Linked DNA regions of Drosophila melanogaster: region 2 is linked to region 1. Evidence: chromatin contacts called from public Hi-C data. All regions are on one chromosome and are shown on one strand. The core of a region is the stretch at or near the end of the contact, and the rest is flanking DNA. Distances in the headings are between cores, read along the strand shown. Region 1 overlaps wts (warts). Region 2 overlaps Gprk2 (G protein-coupled receptor kinase 2).

Region 1 (6,318 bases), core at 2,855-5,354:
CATCGAGACCTCATCCTTTGTGGAGGCAGCCAGCCGAAAATTCATAAACTTAATTGCAATGAGATGCAGAATGTGTGTGACACAGCTATCTGTAGTTTGAATACTCTTTAGTAGCTAAAACTAGCAGCAACTTTATTGAATGGTTTTATACTTGCCATCAAAAGCAGACTTCAGTTCTACATACACTATTTTGTATAGAATGGAAGTAAACCATCGATTCTCTATCGGATTTCCAAATATTATGGTACACAGCTATGATATAAACAAGCCCACAAAACTTGCAACTGAAATCGAAGCTAAAGTCCAAAAAAACGACTCCGAAATGTGCAAAACTTTGTTGTTGCAGTCACTAGTGGGACGGACTACTACTATTACTACTACTACTACTGCTACTATTGTTGTTTTTGTGCTTGTTGGCGATGTTGCGATTGTTGTTTTTGCTTAAAACCAGCAAACAGCGGCGTCATCGTCAGCGACGCTGGAAAATCGCTGGGATTCCATTCACATTCCAGCATGCAATTCGCAGTGGATTATGTGAGTGTGTTGTTGTTTGTTGCTGCCTTTGTTGTAGCTGTTGTTGTAGTTGTGATAGTTGTTGTTGCTGCTGGAACAGGTGAGGCTCCATTGGCGTCGATCGTGTGCATTCCACAGAGCACACAGAGACACACACACACACGCGCGCGCATATAGCCAACGAGCAGAGAGCAGGGCAATAAATACCAATACAGTGGGCTGTTTTTGCTGTTGTTGCTCGCTTTTAAAAGTAAATGAACGATAAAACAAGAAAAGGAAGAGGAAGTTTGGCGCGGGGATTGTGACGACCATAGGGATACCCCGCAGAAAGTGTAGAACGCAATGGAGCATAGTGCTATATGGATTCCAGTGTAATCTTTAAACGATTAAACTCTTTTCAATGAAATGATTTTTGATACAAATAAAGTTAACGGATACTGAGCATCCTAGTTCCTAAGTCACATTGAAGAATTTTAGGCTATTTTCCCAAAGACCGTATATCCTAAGCTTGTGAGGGTGTTCGCTGATCTTGGGCTAATCCCAATGAAAATCCCCAACCCCCTGGAATTTTCCGCACCCCTTCTGCGCCCCTGTTTCGTTGCAATGCAAGTCGAGCGATGTTGACGACGAAAATGCAATTTAGCTCGTTTTTCTTGCTTGCTTCGATCCCCGCCCCCTTTTTGCCGACCACCTCCAGAGAGTGTGTGTGTGTGTTTGTGTGAGAGAGTGTATGAAAAAAGGGAAAACGAAACGAAAACAGAGAGATGGAGAGCGAGCGGGAGAAAGAGAGCAAGAGCAAAGGCGACCCAGCAGCAGCCGCCGACCCGCCCCCTTTTTTCCGCCTGCTGCCTCCCCTTTTCCGCCTCTGATCTTCTTCTCAGCAGGCTGTGGAATGCGCATTTTTGCAATAATAATCAGCAACTAATACTATTTTTATCTTCTGCCCTGACGCGTCGCACACTTCTTCGCCTGCCTGTGTGTGCGTGTGTGAGTGTTTGCCCCCTGCAGCGTGATTCTCTCTCTTCCTCTTTCACTCCCTCTCTCGCTCTCGCTCGCTCTCATTTGGAGGCCCGTAATTCCCTTGGGATTTCGGGATCTGTGGTTCATTACTACGCTTTCGTAATCTATCGGGTGATAAGTTATCAAAGTTGAAGGTAGATTATGGGTCAAAATCACATTTCTAAACAAATTAGTATAAACAACAGTCTATTTTCAGTGTGAAAAACACGTAAGAAAAACCAAGTGAGACTTTGTAGTTTCTGAAAAAGTAAACCCAAGTCAAAATGTGGTTACAAAATGGCAATTAAGTTAATCCCAAAGATACATGCAGCTTTTAGTAAATCTGTGTACACAGTGTAGTTCTCAGGTGATTAAACACCTTACAGGTGTCAAAGTAAACGCAATCTGAACAACGTAAATATGCAGTCCTAGTTTGCGAAAGTGATTAGAGTCTATTGCTCCAGAAAAGCGTTACACAGCTCGAAAAAAAGGGGTAAATATGAGTTCCAGAGATTTGGAAAATGTGTAAAACTAACGAGCCATCAACTATCTCAATTAATGCTAAATGTGAAATTCTGCCTAAGCGAAAATAGGAAATAAAAGCCATTTAGATATCGCTTTAGATACGAAGCGGCACTCGCCCTTTCATGTGGAGGCACAACTTTGGACGCAATTAAACAATTAAAGATTCCCATGGCGTAGCCGCTTAATAACGCATCTAAATCAAAATATTTCAGCAGAGTGCGTTGGAGGAGGGTGTGGAGAGGGGAAGGGGGGGCAGACTGGCGTGGATTGCAAGTGAATTGGATGTTTGGATTGTTAATTAGTTATTGGATACTACGAGCACACAATCCGGCCGTCTATTTGCGCAAAAATACTGAGCGGTATGCGTGGAATGCGAATGTTTCCCAACTTGGCACCAAAACATATCTACATATATACAAACATATAGCCACCATAGTTATATAGTCCGCCAGGGCCGATCTCTGTTGACACTCGGATTTGGCGCGTGGGGCCGAGATGTTTACCCACCCGGGATCCATATGCTCCGGCGACTTGTTATCATCTATGGCTTGTGTGCTCAACCCCGGCCAAATTCGCATTCCTTGGCAAAAGCTAATAGAGCGGAATTAAAGTAAAGAAGCAAAACAACAATACAATTTTGTCAACAGAATAATTAAAACTCATGTTTCGCCTTGCCATTTCGTGGCTCCCAGCTTTTTATGTTCGACTGAATTTACAGGGCAATCAAAACGCTGTTTGCGGATCAAGGCACCGAGTCATTAGTGTTTTTGGATGTCGGCAGATGTCCATGGCTCATTATCTCCGGATATATGTATGTACACATATTTGTGGACACGAGTGTGCTGCAAGGCATGTCAACTGTTCGGTGCGCCAACTTTATGAAGCCATCAATATGGGGGCACTGCTGTTCTAGGCCAACAAATATTCGAGATACAACCGACAATACAAAATGGAATAGAACAAATTCATTAGAATGCAATCGAATCTGTATAGTTGGATAGTATTCCCTCCTGCAGGGTATCATGCACTTCGATCAACCGCTGCGTTTCCCTTCCTCATTTGCACTTGGCACAAATTCGGCGAAATTCCGTGTTTGTTTACACATCTATCTGTCGATGGCTATTTCATAGTCAGGTGCGCACGCCACTCCCTCCGCTCCCCTCGAGCTCCACCTCCCCCCCCACACACACACACATATGGATACACGCATATAGTGTGAACTTAATGGTTCGTCATAAAATTGGGTTTGTTTTTGCGTTGCCGGGGGATTTTTGTTTCGTTTACATTTCCCCAGAATTCGAAACATGACATAAGAGCATAATTTATGTGCACCCCCACCTTTTCGCATTGCATTTTGCCCCCGATCTGCTGCAACTTGGTGGCAGTTTGGGCCCCAAAATCACTGGCAAAAGGCATGCAAAAGAAAGCACTTCCTCCACGAGTCGCGATGGTCATTACGAACAATGAGTGTGGATTTTCCGGCAGCTCTTTAAGACCCACGATCGGCGGTGACTCACGTCGCTGGCACTCGAATGGGCCGACAAACCCATCAACTGGACAACATAGTGCTGCAAATTTGGATAGATTTTTGAGCGGCGAGGTAGCTAATGTTTCTGAAAGATCCACTATGGAATTCCATATAAATAATGCTATTAAACAGAGATATATAATATATTATATTTATCATTTTCTCTTAATGGTTTCTCGGAACCACTGTAATCAAGTTCAGTTTGTGTGAACCCAATGAATTTGTCACTTTGGAGGCGACTGAAAAGCTTGATTCCATCATGTGGCATTTGGCATTTGGCATTTAGCATTTTGTATTTAACGTTGAGCGTGTGACAATTTTCGTTTGATCAATTTTCTCACCCGACTCCCCCGTCTTTCGTCTATTTTCAGCTCCAAGTTGGCCGCCATCGATTCGTGTGTAGGATCAATTAAGATTCCGAGTGGTCGAGAATCGGCTCAAATCAAATTAAAATCAACTAATATTTTGGTATTCAGATATTCAAATGGAATTCATTCATCGCCTGCGACTTTTATTCGGATCTGCCAACTATTTTTGAATTTGAATTGTGTGTCTGCGGCTGGCGCAGAATCTCTGATAAAGCAGAGGAATAAAATCGGAAGAACAACAAATACAAATACAAATGAAATGCGGGGAGCAGTATTTACATGCCAAATGAATGCTGGATAGGCGAAAGGGAGGGGGGTTTCTCTTATAATGCAAATGTGAATGTGAATGCGAATGCGAATGCGAGTGGAAGAATTCCCGGCGCGAGTGATAAATAATCCGACGACAAACAAAGCAGAAGCCTACACCGCGAGAAAGAGCAGTGCAAACACAATTATCTTTATTGAGAGCAACAATATCAAGATCGAGATAATAAAGCATCCTAAAACCCGCGCCTTAGTTCGTTGTAGTCTCGCCACAGATATAGATATTCAAAGGCAAAAAGGTGGTGTCGGCATCGCCAGACAAACAAGTAAAGCATCTATTTCATACAAAACAACCAATTAAATAATAATAAAAATAATAATAATCGTAGAGAGGCAGAGCCAAATCAAATTCCCGGCCGCCGATGTGCCCCAGTGTGTGTGCGTGTGTGTGTGTGTGTGCTGTGCTGTGCTGTGCGAGTGTTAGTGTGCGGAGCATTTCTGTGATATGAGTGCTAAATGCCACAGGGCGAAGCAGCAGCATCATGCATCCAGCGGGCGAAAAAAGGGGCGGTCGCCCCAATGATAAATACACGGCGGAAGCCCTCGAGAGCATCAAGCAGGACCTAACCCGATTTGAAGTACAAAATAACCATAGGAATAATCAGGTAAATATATATATTGTGTAACATAGCTTGATATATATGTATGTGGGGTTGTTTCTTCCTGGTTTAATCAGTACCTCTTATCACCGCAAATTCTTTAGCAAACTGCAAAAGATTCACTACAATCAGTGTGGCATAAATTTGCATGCATTTGCTAGTATGTTATGCGAATCAGATTGTAGATCTTATCAAATGATGAATGGGTTGAATACAGATCTTCCATTCAGTTAACACAACAGCAGTTGATAAACCAAAACTAGATATGCGAACTATCAGTTTATTCACAAGTTCTTGAGACTTAATTCAAATTGAAGCATAGCATAGATTCGATTTTTAGTCGTTTTCCAAAAGTATCTCCACATTTGACTCACCCGAATGCTCGATTCGAGCTGCAGAACAGGCTTAAGGAATTTAAATAACCGTTTAGCTTCGTGCCACTCAGAGCTCATCATGGTAGATCTCGGCTTAGTCCGGCTCCATGCTACTTAGGATCGTCTTGGCTCTCGCGTGGAAGTTATGCCATTAAACGCTTATCACGGTTTTTATGGTCGGTCGACAAATGATGCGACAACCACAAGACGACACAAGGCAGGCAAAGAAGACAACTATTAAAACTAACTAACAACCAGATAAATGCCAGCCACAAAGGAACAATATACATATATCTTTCGAAAAGAGTGGGTGCTTTTCGTTGCGAGACGTGGAAACGTGTGGATACTTCATTTTATAGCTTTTATACAGTTAAATTATTATATAGTTAAATCAATTAAGTGTGCCTGGGATCTACAACCGAAATTCTCTTCTGCCAACACTAACGTAAGATTTAATTTTAGAAACTGGCACGAGCCGCAGACTTTTCACCTGCGCGCGCGAGTTTGCACAAGGTCATCAGGTGGGCGGACTGGGTGGTGGGTGGCTGGTTGGTTGTTGGTCAGTCAGCTGTGGGAAACTCAGCCACGGGAGTTGGCCATTAGCCTGGCTGAAAATCAAATAGCTAGACGAGCTATATGTATATATGAATAAGCCAAATTAATAAACTGCCAGCCGAAGTGCAATTGACCTTCTGCCTTCTGAGTGGGTGGGATGGGTGACCAGCGGCAGAGGGACAAGAGTCGAGCTACTGCCATTGCAAAATGAATTTTCTTTTTTCCGTGTAGAAAGAACGGAATCGAGATCACACACACACGAGACGATCTTCAGAGCTTTGAAGTGTGCGTGCACGCGATCGCCCTGGATTCTTGGCATTGACGTCACACTGTGAACTCAAACGATCCGATCGGAATATGTGTATATATGTAGATATATTCCAAGCCAATTGATGAGTGGGTTGCTATTGATTTCAATGAATGCCCAAAATTCCCCAAAAGATTGCACAGCAGCGCCCGAATGACTAATGGTCGGTTGAAGGTTTCAGCAATAAAGTCTGCAATTATGCCTCTTAACTGGATATCTTCTCCTC
Region 2 (6,318 bases), core at 2,610-5,109, 620 kb before region 1:
GAACAAAAGCAGGGCGGTGTTTGGGGAAAACCCATGACCCTCGCTCGCCTGCAGGCCAAGTAGAAAACGAATTTCTGGGAAAACTCTACGACATGTTAACAGCAATCAGGAGCAGGGAAAGTCCAGCTACCAGATAGCTTATTACGAAACGCTTTTGGCCAGGCAATCACAATAACAATTCCTGCACAAATGTGTGCGGGGCAAATACTTGTTTGCAATATTATGTAGATTACAGCCGAGAAGGTTGCGTTCGCTCGTTTCATTTCGGTTTCGTTGCCTCCTACATTGAGTTCATAAAATGTCATGACCATAAACCCTTTCTCAGACGATTTAAGCCAAAGCAGCGTGAGGATTTGTTGGGTTACAGCGCTCAAGGTTTACGAGCCAACTGGATTTAATTCTGCGAAACTGTGCGGCCACCGAAATGGCCACACAACTTGACTGAAATCGACTCGACTCGACTAGATTCGACTCGCTTTGACTTTTCTTGACCCACACTTTCCCAAGTATATATTTTCATTTATCTCCGCCCAATTATTTTCCGTTATTCTACATTTTCGAATGACAGTGTTTCTTCGTAGGACCCGACCCTTACCTCTACAAACTTACTACAATAGTTTTTTACCCAGTTAGTGCGAACAGATAACTGGTCAAACTCAATTAGGCGACTTTTTGTTTTCACTTTTTTTCAGTTCCCCCCCGAGCTGTGCCACATGCCACATGAAAACTAAATTCTCAACCACACATAACAAAATGACCGGAGGGGCGGCTATATGACTATACACATACGTAGTTCTTTCTTGGAATTCGAATTTTAAATGCGACACAAATTATCAGATAACCCCACCATACGTCAAACAAATAAATTTCTGAATTGTTTTCGTGAAAAAACCCAAAAAATCACAAACTAAACAGCAGGGAATTTTCAGGAGTAGCGTAATAACTTAAAGATAACAAATACATTTATAATAGCCAGCTCATTCACAATTCAAACAACCCACAAAAATTGTTGTGCGCATAAATCTTAACTATTTAGTTTAGTAATGAATTTTCGCTTGAATTATTTGCGGTGACACTAAGCTAATTAGCATTTGGCAAATTCCAAGCAGAAATTACAGCATCGACTAATGGCCTGGATAAATTGGTTTGGGACTATGCCAACGGCCATGTTCCCTGCACCCAATTGACGCCATTTTGGCCAACTTTGTTGCACTCCTTATTAGCATCGCACCATGCACTGCCACGCCCAGAAGTCGAGGTCATCGGAGGGCAGGAGCCATAATTGGCCAGGGGCTAACGTTAGTGCATAAATCTGGTTAAAGAGAATGACCAAACGCCCCTTTGAAAATCAATACAATTAGGAAGGAAGAGGAATGTATGTGTATTGCAAAGTTTCTAATGATTTTCGTACTTAAAAAGTATGATACTGGTGGTTTTACCAGCCACAATTGCAACCACTACTCATGCAAAACAATTGCACGAAAATGGTTTCTATTTAAATCTTTAAGTCTTTAAACACAAATAGAACAAGTACTAGCAGCTTTGAAACTTCCTAAAAGGGATTTCACTCTATGGGGGGGCTATTGCCATATTCCTCCTTTTGAGAATTCCTCATTCATTAGAAGTTTTGTTTTGTCAACACAACAATTAGCTGCAATTAAAGTTCGGTAACAAACTTTCGACCAATGACAAAATCAGGATTGGGCAACTTTCTAACTTGGCCAACAGCATAAGAGGGTCGAAATGCATTCGGGCTGGGAATGGCGGGGCATATGTCTGCCAGCTGCTAATCAGCAAACAGAGAAGACCACTCCATGTCCGGCTTACCAAGTGAGCCGAGACAAGTAAGGTATGAAATGTTCGTCGAAAAATCTCGCCGAGAATTAAAATTTGAGCAGAAGCTGAAGTTGAAGTTGAAGCTGAAGTTCGAGCTGGCAGTTGGCAGTAAAATGAAATAAATTGCACAGAATGCTGAATGCACATGAGTAGCGTAATATTTATGCAGCGGAAGCTTCGCAGCTCCAGAGATGCTTGGCTGCATTTCAATGGCGAGTGTGTAAACACCCTCCCAAAATCATACTCATACATACATATCGTTCGTCTGCACCCTAGCTGGAAAATAAGGGAGAATTCTTGCAAATAAACACAAAATGGGGGAAAAAATTCGAATAAATTAAAAGCGTGGGGTTATGCGAATAGCGAATGCCCCGCAAGTGGATTTTGAGTGCTCTGCAGGAACCTTTTGAGCTCAAGATCTTCGGGCTCAAATCCCGCTGGCATACCCTGCAAATACCCAGTGCATAAAAATAAGGAAACAACAACGGGCGAGCCAAATCTTTTGTATGCAGCACAAAAGAAGCGAAAGCAGCGAAAACCAAAGGCAGTCGGAGTCGAGGGAGCGACAGCCTGGCAAACACAAGTCAGGATAAGTTGCCAGAAAGGGCTAAGGACCCGAACCCGGACCAGTAACCAGAAACAGGACATCAAACTGTTCCTGAGCTGAATTTTTTCCGCTTTTTCGGTGGGAGTTGCAACTTAAATATTCCAGTGACGCCTTGAAGGAAAAGTCATTGGCCTTGCCTTATCCAGCTTTTCATGAAAAACAAAAGCGGAAAGCCAAAGGAAGCTGGAATGGATGGAAGCTCATTAGGTGCGAGCAATCAGCGATTGACTTGTATAACCCCCATGAAAATCGCAGACGTGTATAGCCACATCATATGATAATCATGTGACAATTTCGTTCTTTTGTGATTGCACTGGGCGTTGAGTCACTCGCGATTGTCCTATTGAAAAATACAATTAGAAGTGCGCGGCAACAAAGTGTCAGCGCAAAGAGTAAGACAAATAGCAGGAGTAGAGGGAAGACAAAAGCAAAAAGCAATCATTTGAAATCGCAATAAACTAGCTCCCCAATTTGCATGGTGCGAAAATTATCGAAGCACGACAAACGCAATTGGGCCATAGGCAGTCAAAGTCAAATATCCAATCCATGTAGATATGCACAGATTTCCGACGGAGTGGGTGTGCGAATCGCGGATGGCGGATGAAGGTGTGACTTCTGATGAATCACTTTCGAAGGCGCATTTATCTGAAGGTGTTATGTGGATCAAGGACTGCGCATGCGAAAAACTGGGCCAACAAGCCCACTGATAACGAATCGCAGACAAATTGATTTATTAACCTTTTCGAGCAATCAGATTTTAGTATTAGTATAATCACGAGAATTAAGAACATTTTGGCCATTCTTTTCCTCTGAATTCAGAAAGATGTCATAAAAACGCTGAGCTATAAAAGAAGTTTATTGGTTCTCTAATTTGGTCTAACTTAGCGTACTGACCCGAACCATTCGCTCCTGCTCCATATCTCCCTTCACGATCTCGATCTCGATCTGCGTAAATATTTATGGTCTTGACAGCCATACACGCATGACGCTGACTGTTCGCTCGCCTCATTTGATCGCCGCAATATGGCACTGGAATTTGTATATGCTTATTGTTATTGTTGCCGCTTTGAACAGTTCCATTCATTCGTGATAGCTGCCATACATTCCAGACGACTTCGCGTCAAGCCTTCCATTCATGCGGATTGGGGCGGAGCGGCCTGGGGGGGCGGGGCAGCGGCAGAGGCTCAGCGATTCTGTATTCTTTATTCTAATGGGAGACCTTGGATGAGTTGGGAAACAACTAAAAACGAAACAACAACGGCGGCGACAGATCCCCCGATGCTGATGATGATGATGATGATGATGATAATGATGATGATGATGATGCGGATGATGATGATAATGATATGGGGGGCTCCGTTCCAACCGCCGTGGTCCGCTTGCGAAATCGCCTTTGCGTTGTGATTTTCTCAGCCGACTTGTTTTCTATTACATAATAATGAGCGTAATTACATTAAAACGTAAACACGGCCGTGTAAACCGCAGCAAACCAAAAAATAATGGGCGCAATAAATAATTCGCTGCTGTTTTAATTATAACCATTGGCAAATGTAATTGAAAACGTTGTTGCTGGACGACGAGCGAGCTGCTATGAATAATTGGTTATTTAAATAAATATTTTTACGACATTAGGCTATTATTTTTAGTTCAGCGCTGAGTGTGAAAAAGGATTTATAATTTATTAGCATGCCAAGCCAGGTTTTTCATAATATTATTTCCAGCAGCAAGCTGAAGAATGGAAATAAATTGCTTTTTTAATACAATCCCCTTTTCCCCATTTAGCCCGCAAATCAAGCTGATCATCTGGTCTTGAACCTGACAAATTATTTGATTATTTGCTTTGGCCAGACAGACAGATATAAATACGGCGATGGCGGGCGGCTCCAATGGCCAACCCACCCACATACACATGGTAGCAATAATGGCCAAGGCTCGCGCTTTGCTTTGACCAAGTCCGCAACTTGGCTCCTACCACTGGGCTGAATAGGAGTGAATAAAATAAGGCCACCTGTGTCTACTCTTTCTGCCATTCTGTGTGTGTCTGTCAAACTTCATTTGAATACTATGACGATGTATTATTGACATTGTGTACATGTTTTAATTTGGCATTTGCCGCCGGCCCCGTTTTGCCCCCACCACCTGCTATTAATTCAAGGAGGAACGGCGAACAAAAAATAAATAAAATAAAAGCGGTTTGTGCTTGACGTCACAGTGACGTCATTTCGAATCGACAGCATTCACCACATCGCTGCATAAACATTCATTTAATCATTCCATTCCGAAGTGTCTAAGCAAGTCCAAGCGCCGCCTTGTCAGAAACAAGTTTTTTTTTTCCAAGCTCCCACGTGAGTGTTTCAATATTCTTGGACTTTCCAAGCGATACTTGTCTCCGAACAACAACCATTCAACTATGGCAGTTATGCATAGCATAAATCTTTAGAGTCCTTCGATTTCAAAAAACATACACACATACAATATGTGCTGAAAGTCGGAATCATTCAATTTATTTCCACACATTTCGCCCTACTTTCCGTGCAGCAGCGAAACACGTTGTATATTGAATATTAGACAACTGAAAGCTCCAATCACTCAAACTCACAATTTTCCGAATATTCGACCACCATTCGGCTGGTTTTCCGTTGCCAATTTTAATTTATTGATTTAAATGATTGAGATTTTCATCTGCAGTCGACTATTTGCATTTGCTGGCTGCACAAATACAAATAGCTTGTGCATTTGTTCCATTTTCCAGAAATACATTTATCATGTGCAAATATTAGGAGCGCCCGCTTTAAATATTCTTAAATAATATTTTATTACTGCCGCAGTTTTGTATGCCGAATCCGAATCGGAATCCGCTGCATGTTTACATTTCATTCGAGTTCGCAGAGCTCTTAATTTAGTTTTATTTCTGGCCATTTGCATTAATTGCTAGCGACGGCCGGCGCTTTTAATTGATTTTTCAACACAAAGTGCATGCGATTTTAATGGAAACTTGAGGCATTTTATTTTCAATTCAGCGATGTATCTCCGCCCGCCCGCAGCGCTTGTTTCTACTTATTTATTATTATTATTTTTGCGCATTATTACTAGTATTATTTTTTGGCACAAGGCTGCCGATTGCGTAAAAAGCTTGTCGTTGGCCATTGCTGCGGTTTTATGAATGACCGTTCGCCGGCCAAGTCGTTTGGATCTACATACATGAGCACAGCACACAGACCTCGTGTCGCAATTGCAGCTGATACAAAAAGCCAAAAAAGCCACGTCCGATTTGTATAAAACTCCGTCTCCTCCTAATCGAAAGCCAAACAAATCGGAAATCGATCGCCCTCTGCCTTTTGTTTTTCAAGTTTTACATTTATCAATCAGCGAAACAACAACAAGCATTTGTTTTTTTTGTTTTTTATTTTGTGTTGCATGCCATCATAAATGCATTGGGAGCACGTAAAGCGATTCTCCATCAGCACGATATCGAAATTTCCATTTCAATGTTCCCTAATGACACCAAGGTCCTCGTCGATGTCCCGATGTTGTCTCCTCCAAAATCAATGCGCTTCAAGGTTGAGGTATTTAAAACTATAAAAACAGTCCACTTCTTTGATCTCTTTTCCTGCCGCATTAAGTGTTACACAAGCTAATAAATGCTTTTAATTATTGTTGGAATATACTATTCAACCTACAAAAATAACGTTAAACAACACTACTTTATATTTGATATGAATGGCCACACCTTTTATGCCATAAAACATATTGTAAGAGAATACCACTCTTTTTATTCCTTCTTTCCTTCTTGTACGTTTTTGCTGTGAGTAGGTCGTGGTGCTGGTGTTGCAGTTGAAATAACTTAAAATATAAATCATAAAACTCAAACATAA

The links. Hi-C and Micro-C count contacts between places; a contact is called where the count stands out from the background.
Region 2: a contact with region 1 is called in a Hi-C map of the Kc167 cell line, with 3 times the contacts expected there. The contact joins two enhancer-like sites. A contact is called at or near these places in 1 of 107 Hi-C or Micro-C datasets (the Kc167 cell line) and 1 of 6 datasets of contacts at active chromatin or transcription factors (the Kc167 cell line).

What each region holds. Positions count from the first base shown.
Region 1 is chr3R:30,798,582-30,804,899 of dm6, reverse strand. It overlaps wts (warts), which reads left to right. Exons shown (of 8, transcript NM_170524.2): 2 at 3,937-4,862. The coding sequence starts at 4,740. Among named protein-coding and RNA genes, the nearest start is that of wts, 4.9 kb to the left of the region's middle. Within about 2 kb of position 4,104, at least 13 of the 39 cell types and tissues checked have an H3K27ac peak or open chromatin away from gene starts, as enhancers often do. A contact at or near this core is called in the Kc167 cell line, where this site is marked.
Region 2 is chr3R:31,418,067-31,424,384 of dm6, reverse strand. All of the region lies in intron 2 of Gprk2 (G protein-coupled receptor kinase 2), which reads right to left. Among named protein-coding and RNA genes, the nearest start is that of PNPase, 16 kb to the right of the region's middle. Within about 2 kb of position 3,859, at least 23 of the 39 cell types and tissues checked have an H3K27ac peak or open chromatin away from gene starts, as enhancers often do. A contact at or near this core is called in the Kc167 cell line, where this site is marked.